2 separate regions of the Hordeum vulgare genome follow, and region 1 is linked to region 2. Evidence: chromatin contacts called from public Hi-C data. All regions are on one chromosome and are shown on one strand. Each heading gives the region's core, a stretch centred on a gene start, on an enhancer-like site or on the middle of the called end of the contact. The rest is flanking DNA. Distances are from core to core; before and after follow the strand shown.

The links. Hi-C and Micro-C count contacts between places; a contact is called where the count stands out from the background.
Region 1: a Hi-C map of leaf shows a contact between it and region 2, with 2.6 times the contacts expected there. The contact joins the promoter of LOC123425814 here to the promoter of LOC123425813 in region 2. A contact is called at or near these places in 4 of 6 Hi-C or Micro-C datasets (leaf and seedling).

What each region holds. Positions count from the first base shown.
Region 1 is chr2H:197,265,083-197,269,538 of MorexV3_pseudomolecules_assembly, forward strand. LOC123425814 (cysteine-rich receptor-like protein kinase 10) reads left to right here and starts at 1,742. Exons shown (of 7, transcript XM_045109549.1): 1 at 1,742-2,731; 2 at 2,850-2,987; 3 at 3,251-3,384; 4 at 3,474-3,684; 5 at 3,815-4,052; 6 at 4,146-4,302; 7 at 4,393-4,456. The coding sequence starts at 1,867.
Region 2 is chr2H:196,543,494-196,548,464 of MorexV3_pseudomolecules_assembly, forward strand. LOC123425813 (cysteine-rich receptor-like protein kinase 6) reads right to left here and starts at 2,902. Exons shown (of 7, transcript XM_045109548.1): 1 at 1,985-2,902; 2 at 1,318-1,449; 3 at 949-1,073; 4 at 638-848; 5 at 148-385; 6 at 1-71. The coding sequence starts at 2,837.

The DNA of each region.
Region 1 (4,456 bases), core at 492-2,991, 720 kb after region 2:
GCACTCGCGAGCCGGCTCGCACACATGCCAGCACACAAAAAGAGTGGGACTTGAGTTCAACCATGCCATCGCGACCCCTCCTGGTCATGCCAGTACACCTGCAGGCATCCAAAAAAGATGGCGCTCGCCGCCATAGATTACTCCTCGTCGAACTTGAGCATGTCGGCCTGCATCTTCTCGAACCACGGCCTCTTCCTTGGTGACACGGTGTTGAGATCCACCTTCATGATCTCCACCCGGTCATCATGCTCGCGAGAGCCACTTCTTTGGCCTTGGTCTTAGTGTTGGCGGCTTCGATCTCTAGCATCTTGGCTTGCTTCTCCGCCTCCATCTCAAGCATATCCGTGCTTGTTTCTCCGCCTCCATGTCAAGCATCCTCCTTTGGATATCCAAGAAGGCGTTTATTTGCTCTTCTCTTTCTTGCCGGCACTTCTCCTCCCTTGAGTCCTTGGTGATCATGCCCTCCATGGTTGCGATCAAGGCGATCGATGTCGCATCCCGCTTGTCCTCCTTCTTGGAGTTGGTCTTCCCCCTCGACCGAGCCTTCTCGTCGTCCCCAACCTCCTCCGCGCCTTTCTTCCCACCATGCGACCTGAGGCCGACATATTGCGCCTTGAACTTCTCCTCGTCCTTGATCACCCTAAAGCAATGGGAGAGGTTGAAGCACTTGCCGTTCTGTTGGACCTTGAATGCCTCCAAAGCTTGAAATGCCTACAAATGTATTTCATGCAAGCATATTGGCAAAATGATATGCAAACGAACACCCAAAAGCATATACTTGATGACACAAAAAGAGGGCGGCTTGCTAGCATACCATGTCTAGCACGCCGATGCCGCTCACGGGGCGGGCCTTGACGCTCTCAAGAGTGGCACAAAACTTGTTGCGCTCTTGTTGGGTCACCCTCCAACGCTTCGAAATGGACACACACCCACGCGCGCTTGCTATTTGATACGGCGGAAACTTCTTGCGCTCATGGAACTCACGATGAACACGAATCCAAACGGTTGAATGCTTTTGTTCGACGCCCGTCTTGGGGTCTTGCCCAATGTCTCTCCAACACTCGCAAAGAAGCTTGTCCTCGGTCGCCGTGTATGCCTTGGCTCGCTTGCTCTTGCGCTTCGGTGCCGTCCCGTCCGCTTGGTTGGCGAGCTCGTCCTTAAACAAAGGCTCCGCTTCGATGTCGCACTCGTCCTCTTCCTCTAGCCCGTAGTCCTCCGGAAACTCATGGTTGAGAGGGAAGCCGTCTAGGTCCAGGCCGACCTCGTCACGCATGAAGGTGGAATCCAGGACGAGCACTATCCCAAGAGGCGGGAGGCATGCGGGTAGACGTGGAATCCGGGCACCGGGTTGCAAACCGACGCGCCGGACGAGTCGGGCAGCAGCGTCCGAAGAAAGGCGGATGAGCCGGTGCTGACCGCGACGGCCACGGCGGCGTTGACGAGGCCGTGTTGGCTAGGGTTTAACCCTCGAATGAAGAGCGTCTCCCTCGTTGCCGTCGCGACGGAGACGTTGGTGACTTGCTGCTGCATAATTGTATGATTGCCCCATTAGAATTGCTCTTAACACTTGTATGATTGTATCACTGAGTTGCTCTAACACTCGTACCCCGTCAGGGCGTACCTACCAGAACACCTGACGCAGAAAAAGGCCAAAGAAATAAATGACCAAGCCACCTCCCTTGACCAATTCCACCATGTGTCACGCTTCCGCTCGGTCACTCCTTTCGCCATCAGCTGCTACTTCTGTTCCTCCGTCAGCGTCGAGCGTGGAAAATCGCCGATCGCGGCTCTTCTATTTTACTCGAAACTGCAGGTACGCCCCGTACTATACCACTATACGGCGACACCACTCAGCAGCTCAGCTCCATGGCGATGGTGGTGATGCGCATGCGACGCACCCTTGCTCTCTGTCCCTGTCACAACCTCGCCGCCGGCCTCCTCCTCCTCGCGTTCCTCCACGCGCCGCTCGCCGGAGCGCAGCCGCTGCCGTGGCAGCTCTGCGACACCGCCGCCCGGAACTACACGGAGGGCAGCGCCTACCAGGCCAACATACGCGCCCTCGCCAGCGGACTCCCCGGGAACGCCTCCGCGTCCCCGGCGCTCTTCGCCAAGGGCGCCGCCGGCGCCAAGCCGGACGCCGTCTACGCTCTCGCGCTCTGCCGCGGCGACACCAACGCCTCCTCATGCGCGGCCTGCGTCGCCGCCGCCTTCCGGAACGCGCAGCAGCTCTGCGCCTTCAACAGGCACGCCACCATGTTCGACGACCCCTGCATCCTCCGCTACTCCGACCAGGACTTCCTGGCCAACGTCACCGACAACAGGGGCAAGTTCGTCGCGTTCAACGGCAACAACGTCAGCGCGGGCGCGGCGGCCACGGCGTTCGACGCCGCCTCCGGACGGCTCGTCAACGCCACCGCCTACTATGCTGCCGGGGACCCGACCCGGCGGTTCGGCACGGGGGAGGAGGGGTACGACAGGACGTACCCCAAGATTTACTCGCTGGCGCAGTGCACGCCAGACATGGCGGCGGACGACTGCCGGAGCTGCCTCAGGGACATAATCGAGAAGTTTACCCCACAGTACTTCGTGGGGAAGCCGGGCGGGAGAGTCTTCGGCGTGCGATGCAACTTCCGGTTCGAGACCTACTCCTTCTTCTCTGGACGCCCACTGCTGCAACTCCCGGACGTGCTGCCACCGGCACCAGCGCCAGCGCCAGCGGCGGCCGAACAAGGTGAGTGTCTGAAACACATATGATTGCTCTTTCGTGCTTGATTGGTGTCACTTGGATGGTGGAACACTTGTCTGCAGTCTGCACTGCACTCTCTGAAATCCGCACCATTTGTTTGCAGAGGGAACAAGAAATAGGACAGGATTGGTCTTGGCCATCACACTACCTATAGTTGCTGCACTACTACTCATTTCAACGTGCGTGTGCTTTTGGAGGAGGAGAAAACCGGTAGAAAGAAAGCCGTCAGTACCACTACCATGTAAGCTACTGAGTACTTACTAATTTGTGAATTGGCCTAACAGCAGGGGAATGTTGACTCGCTGGTTACCTAAATTTACTCAAAGTTAAAGTTCATGATGGTCTCTTGATGTAGTTAAACACGCACCATCCAATCAACCAATGATGCAATCGCACTACCTGAAAAGCAAACATTCTAAGTTTCTAACTATCGGAACCACTCATGCTCAATTGACTGCATTTCAGCTATATGCTGATCACTGTACACCTTCCTTGTTGCTACAGATTCAGCTGCTAATCCAGATGACATCCAAAGCATCGATTCCCTCCTTCTGGACCTATCGACCCTGCGGGCTGCAACAGATAACTTCGCTGAGAGCAACAAGCTTGGTGAAGGAGGGTTCGGTGCTGTTTACAAGGTGCCAATCATACATTCAGAGTACTAGCTAACTAGCATTATGCAAATTTCATGTTGGTTGTGCACATCTGTGTTGACCGGATTGCACAGGGTGTCCTTTCTGAAGGTGAAGAGATAGCCGTGAAGAGGCTGTCGCAGAGCTCCACGCAAGGAATAGAAGAGCTGAAAACAGAGCTGGTTCTGGTCGCTAAGCTTCAGCACAAGAACCTTGTGAGGCTCCTTGGCGTTTGCTTGGAAGGACAGGAGAAGCTGCTCGTGTACGAGTATATGCCAAACCTGAGCCTCGACACCGTTCTCTTCGGTACTACTACGTTCCATCAGTTCTCTGTCGTCTGTGCAGCCATGTTTGATATGATGAGAGCACTAGCTAGCTACCACGTAGTGGCTCCGAGTTACTCCTTCTGATGGTCGTTTCCTGGTCCCGTTGGCAGATGCAGAGAAAAGGAAGGACCTGGACTGGGGGAAGAGGCTGAAGATCGTGAACGGTGTTGCCCGGGGCCTGCAGTACCTCCACGAGGACTCCCAGCTGAGGATCGTCCACCGGGACCTCAAGGCCAGCAATGTGCTCCTGGACTCGGACTGCAACCCCAAGATCTCGGACTTCGGACTGGCGAAGCTGTTCAGCTGGGATCAGTCGCAGGCCGTCACCAGCCACATCGCCGGAACATAGTAAGAAACCACGGCGTCCATTTCGTTTAGTACGATGCGTAGACGTTTATTTACACGGCGAGATTTTGCTCGCGTTGCATTGCGTTCACGCAGCGGATACATGGCGCCGGAGTACGCGATGCGCGGGCAGTATTCCGTCAAGTCGGACGCCTTCAGTTTCGGCGTCCTGCTCCTGGAGATCGTCACGGGGAGGAAGAACAGCAGCTTCGCTAGCTCGGACTCAGAGCCATCCCTTGACCTCTTAAGCCTCGTGAGTAATACTTTACTTATTTCTGCTCCTCGTGATTTTGGAGTCAACACAAGACTGTCTTGACGAAAACAGCATTCTTGGCACATTCAGGTATGGGAGCACTGGTCTACCGGAACAGTCGAGAAGCTGGTGGATCCGTCCCTGGGCGGCCGTT
Region 2 (4,971 bases), core at 1,652-4,151:
CGCCGAAGCTGAACACGTCCGACTTGCTGGAATACTGACCACGCATGGCGTACTCCGGCGCCATGTATCCGCTGTGACAGAAACAGAACTTTAGAACCCGACTGAAAAATGGGTGTTTTGCCAGACAAATGTACTCGACATGCTTACTATGTGCCGGCGATACGACGAGTTACATCTTCTGATTGATCACCTCCGAATATCTTCGCTAAGCCGAAGTCGGAAATTTTAGGATTGTAATCAACATCTAGAAGTATATTGCTCGCTTTAAGGTCACGGTGAACTATCTTCAATTGAGAATCTTCGTGGAGGTATTGTAAGCCTCGAGCGATTCCATTGATTATCTTGAACCTCTTTCCCCAGTCCAGCTCTTTGTTTTTTTCAGAATCTGTGATTCAAATAAGAATATCATTGTAGCATAAATTCTACTCCCTCCATTCACAAATATAAGATGTTTCAGATATTTCAATATGGACTACATCGGACTGAAATGAGTGAACAAACACACTAAAACGTGTCGATATACATCTGATTCAGAAAAAAAGTTAGAACATCTTATATTTATCAACGGAGGGAATACTATTTAATCAAGTGAATAAAATTTCAAAGCAGGAAAAAATTATTAATGGGAAAATCTTACCAAAAAGAATGGTATCAAGGCTTCTGTTGGGCATATATTCATAAACAAGTATTTTCTCTTGTTCTTCCAAGCAAACACCAACAAGTCTCACAAGATTCTTGTGGTGAAGCTTGGCAACTAGAACCAGTTCACTCTTCAGCTCTCCTATTCCTTGTCTGGAAGTCTGACAAAGCCTTTTGACGGCTATTTCTTGACCGTCCGGTAGGACTCCCTGTCAAAGTAAATATACTTAGCCCTCAGCAAAAAACATAACTGATAATGCTACGTTTTTCCTTTCCGAAACATAAGCTGCATATGGTGTAGTTATGTACCTTATAAACCATACCAAATCCTCCTTTACCAAGCATTTTGCTGTTCTCAAAGTCATCGGTGGCAATTCTCAGTGTTGCTAGATCGAGAAGAAGCGAATCGATGTGTTGAATATCTTCTGAGGTAGCTGAATATGTTGAAGAATAAGTAGACAATGATGAAAAACAAGGCTTTAAGCTCTTTAGGAAATACAGTATATGATTCTGGTCCAACGTATGGATAAGCTTTGGTATTAAGATTTAAGAAAGCGATAACCGACTAAACAGGTTCTACTATGAACTGATCTAATCACCATCTGATGGATAATCAATTGAGTCATCACTTGACTGGCTCTTATTCCATAATTTAAAGTGCTTAAGATGAGGCCTTACAAGGTCGATACGCATCTTCTTCTGGTCTTGTCTTCCTCCGACAGAAAAAGTATACCACAACGCTGGCCAATATCATAGCAATTGTGGGCATCAGAATAGCTAGGACTTTACCTGTTCTATTTCCCCTTTTCTCTGCAAGTAAATATACATACCATCAAGTCAGTATACTTGTTAGTTATAACGTCAATCGGAATCGTGTAGTACATATATGTTGCTGTAAAACTTTGTAGTAGGATTTTTCATAAGAAAACCTTGTGAGTTTCAGAGCACACAAACCATTTGCAAGATTGTCTGTATTCAAGGATCATGTTCTTTCTGTATTTGCATCACACTGACAAAAAGTTAGCCAGTTTGCACATGTATATAAGTTCTTTTCGGTCGAGTAATTCTATAACTGACACGTCAAGAGCTCTGACGAAGGCATGATTCATGTCTTATGATGAGCAGGAATGGAACAAGCAGGTGTTGTTAACTGATTCAGAAGCTATATCAGGCTAATTCTGTTACTGATTAAATCCTGTTTTTGTCACAGAAATCAGAAAGTCTTATGTGGTTGCATGTTCTTACGTATGCACGCAATTGCACATCAAATGACAAATAAAATTCAGATTGCATAATTGCAGAAAACAATAGGAGTAAATGATTTCCCTTCGTACAGCCAACTCACCTCCTCCTTTAGTCACGGGTGGCGCCGACGAAGGAGGCCCCTCTACGAACTGCGGAAGCTGCACCAGCGGCCGCCCGGAGAAGAAAGGGTACACCTCGTACCGGAAGTTGCACCACACGCCGAACATCCCCCCTCCTGCCCTGCCTCTGAACAAGTTCGGCAGCTGCCCAATTATTCCGCTGAGGCAGCTCCGGCAGACGTCCGCCGTCTTTTCGGGCGCGCACTGCGCCAGCGCGTAAATCTTGGGGTTTCTCCTGTCGCCGAGGCCCTCTTCCCCCGTGCCGAACCGCCTGGACGAGTCCTCCACCGCGTGGTCCGCGGTGGCGTTGAGGAGCAGCCCGACGGCGGCGTCGAACGCCGGCGTGGCCACGACCCGGGAGCGCAGGAGCGTGTATGTGGTGACGATGTAGTCGTTGTCCAGGAGGAAGTTCCGGTTGGAGAAGCGGAGCTGGCAGAGGTCGTAGAAGATCATGACGTCCTTGTAGAGCGGGCACGCCCGCTGCGCGCCGCGGAAGGCGGCCACGACGCAGGCCTCGCAGGCGGAGGCGTTGGCGACGTCGCCGCGGCAGAGCGCCTGGCCGTAGACGATGTCCGGCACGTCGCCGACGTCCCCGGTGGCGTAGAAGGCGGGGGATAAGGAGGCGTTCCTGGGGAGGGTGGCGGAGAGAAGATGGATGTTGGCCTGGTAGGTGCTGTTGGGCGTGTAGTTGCCGCTGGGGGGATAGGGCCCGCAGGTCGGCCACGGAGGCGGCTCGTCATCGGCCGCGGCGAGTGGCGCGTGGAGGACGGGGAGGAGGAAGGTGGCAGCGACGCCGGCGAGGTACGGGGAGAAGCGGCGGTGGGGTTTGGCCATTGCAATCCGTCAGCGGTGATAGTACTTTTTCTTCGTCAAGAACAAAAACACAAAATCAAAAAGAGAAGAGGGGTTGTTCGGGTGTCCGTCCGTCGGTTCGGTGTATCATTAGCAGGTGGGGTCGGAGGGTTGACTGAAGCAAAGCATTTGTTGACTGATGGTGATCAGCTATTTGACGTTTCTTCAAGTTTTCTACTCGTAATTTGTATAATGCAATAATGGCCAACCATCCTAATACTGCCATACAGTTTATTTGACGTTTCTCCAAGTTTTCTCTGTTGATCTTGACACTCGTATGCCCATCACCGTCAGGCTAGCTATTCATCACCCTATTACTACCACATTTGACGCGGAGAAGAGCAGTAAAGGGCCAAAGAGAAAAAAAAACAATGCCCAAGCCGCCTCACTTGACCTATTGCATCATGCGTCACGCAATCTAAAAACATCTACAGTCACATCTGTTAGACAATATATCTCATGTATAATACGTGATTTGTATAACACGTTATAAAGCGTGCGTGCGTGTTGTGTTGATTAGGATTTCTTTATCTCATTATGTTTAAAATGTAGATAAGAGGAGATTGATCCTAACCTCTCTGATGTATATCTCTTCGTCATTGTGCCTATATAAACACGCACGCGTCCCTGCTAAGATGCATACGCTTCCAACCTTTTCACATGGTATAAGAGCCTACCTCTTTCACATCGATATGTCATCTTCCTCTTCAAGCTCCATCATGGCTTCCTCCCTTGCTGCGCTAGGTCATACCATTACCGAAAAGCTAGCTAGGGACAATTTTTTGGTGTGGAAGGCCCAAGTCCTCCCACATGTGTGCGCTGCTGGTGTCATGGGCTATCTCGATGGCACCATGGCCGAGCCGCCCGCTGTTTTGATCACCGAGACAGAGGTTTCAGGGAAGAAGGAGATCTCTTCGACTCCAAACCTACCCATGCTCTCTGGTATACGCAGGATCAGCAGGCCCTCACTTTTCTTCTTGCATCTCTGTCCCGCGATGTTCTTCTCTAGGTGCACTCCTCGTCTCTGCCACCGGCGTCTGGACTGTGATCCAGCAGATGTTTGCGTCCCACTCCAGGGCACGCCACATCCATCTACGTGGGCAACTCGGCAACACCAAGAAAGGAGACTCACTCGTTGCCCTCTACTTCACCAAGATGAAGGGCTTTGCGGATGAGATGGCGGCGGCAGGGAAGCCCATCGACGACGACGAACTGGTCTCCTACATCTTGCAAGGATTGGACTCGGATTACAATCCGTATGTCGCAGCCCTCTCCTCTCGTCCCGAGGCTGATCAAAAGATCGGTCTTACAAAACTTTTCTCGCTGCTAAACAATGCGGAGGCGCGCATCGACGCGCAGAACGACAGCGGCAGCAACGACTTCTCCATCAACCTTGCCTCCAAGGGCGGCTCCCGCAACAATAACTCTAGCCGCCCTACTATTGTTGGCTACGGGGGAGGAAGCAACCCTGGTGCTGCCTATGGTGGGGGAGGCAGTGGTGGCTTCTTCTCCAACAATGGTGGCGCCCCATCTTCAGGAGGAAGGGGGGATGAGAAGTGCGAGATCTGCAAACGTGAGGGGCATGCTGCTTGGCGCTGCTTCAAACGCTATGACAAGACCTTCAATCCTCCCCCCAAGCGACAAGGTAGTGGCGGTGGAAATAGCGGCGGGGGTGGCAAGAAATCTGCCAACACCGTTTCTGCTGCCTATGGTGTCAATACCAACTGGTATCTCGACACTGGAGCCACCGATCATGTGACTAGCGAGTTGGAGAAACTCGTTGTTCATGACCGGTACACTGGACCAGAACAAATCCACACCGCAAGTGGTCAAGGTATGGAAATTAAACATGTTGGTCATTCTCTGCTTCCTACTCCGCACAAATCCTTAGAGTTGAACAACATTCTTCATGTTCCCCAATCCAAAAATATTCTCTCTGGTTATCAACTCACTAAAGATAATGATGCATATCTTGTTGTTTACCCGGAGTTCTTTTCTATTCACGATCAGGAAACGGGGGCACAATTCTTCACGGACCAAGTAAGGATGGGTTGTATCCTGTTGCTGGCCAACCGGTTGCTCATGGATGGCACATCCTTGGAGTAACCAAGCCATC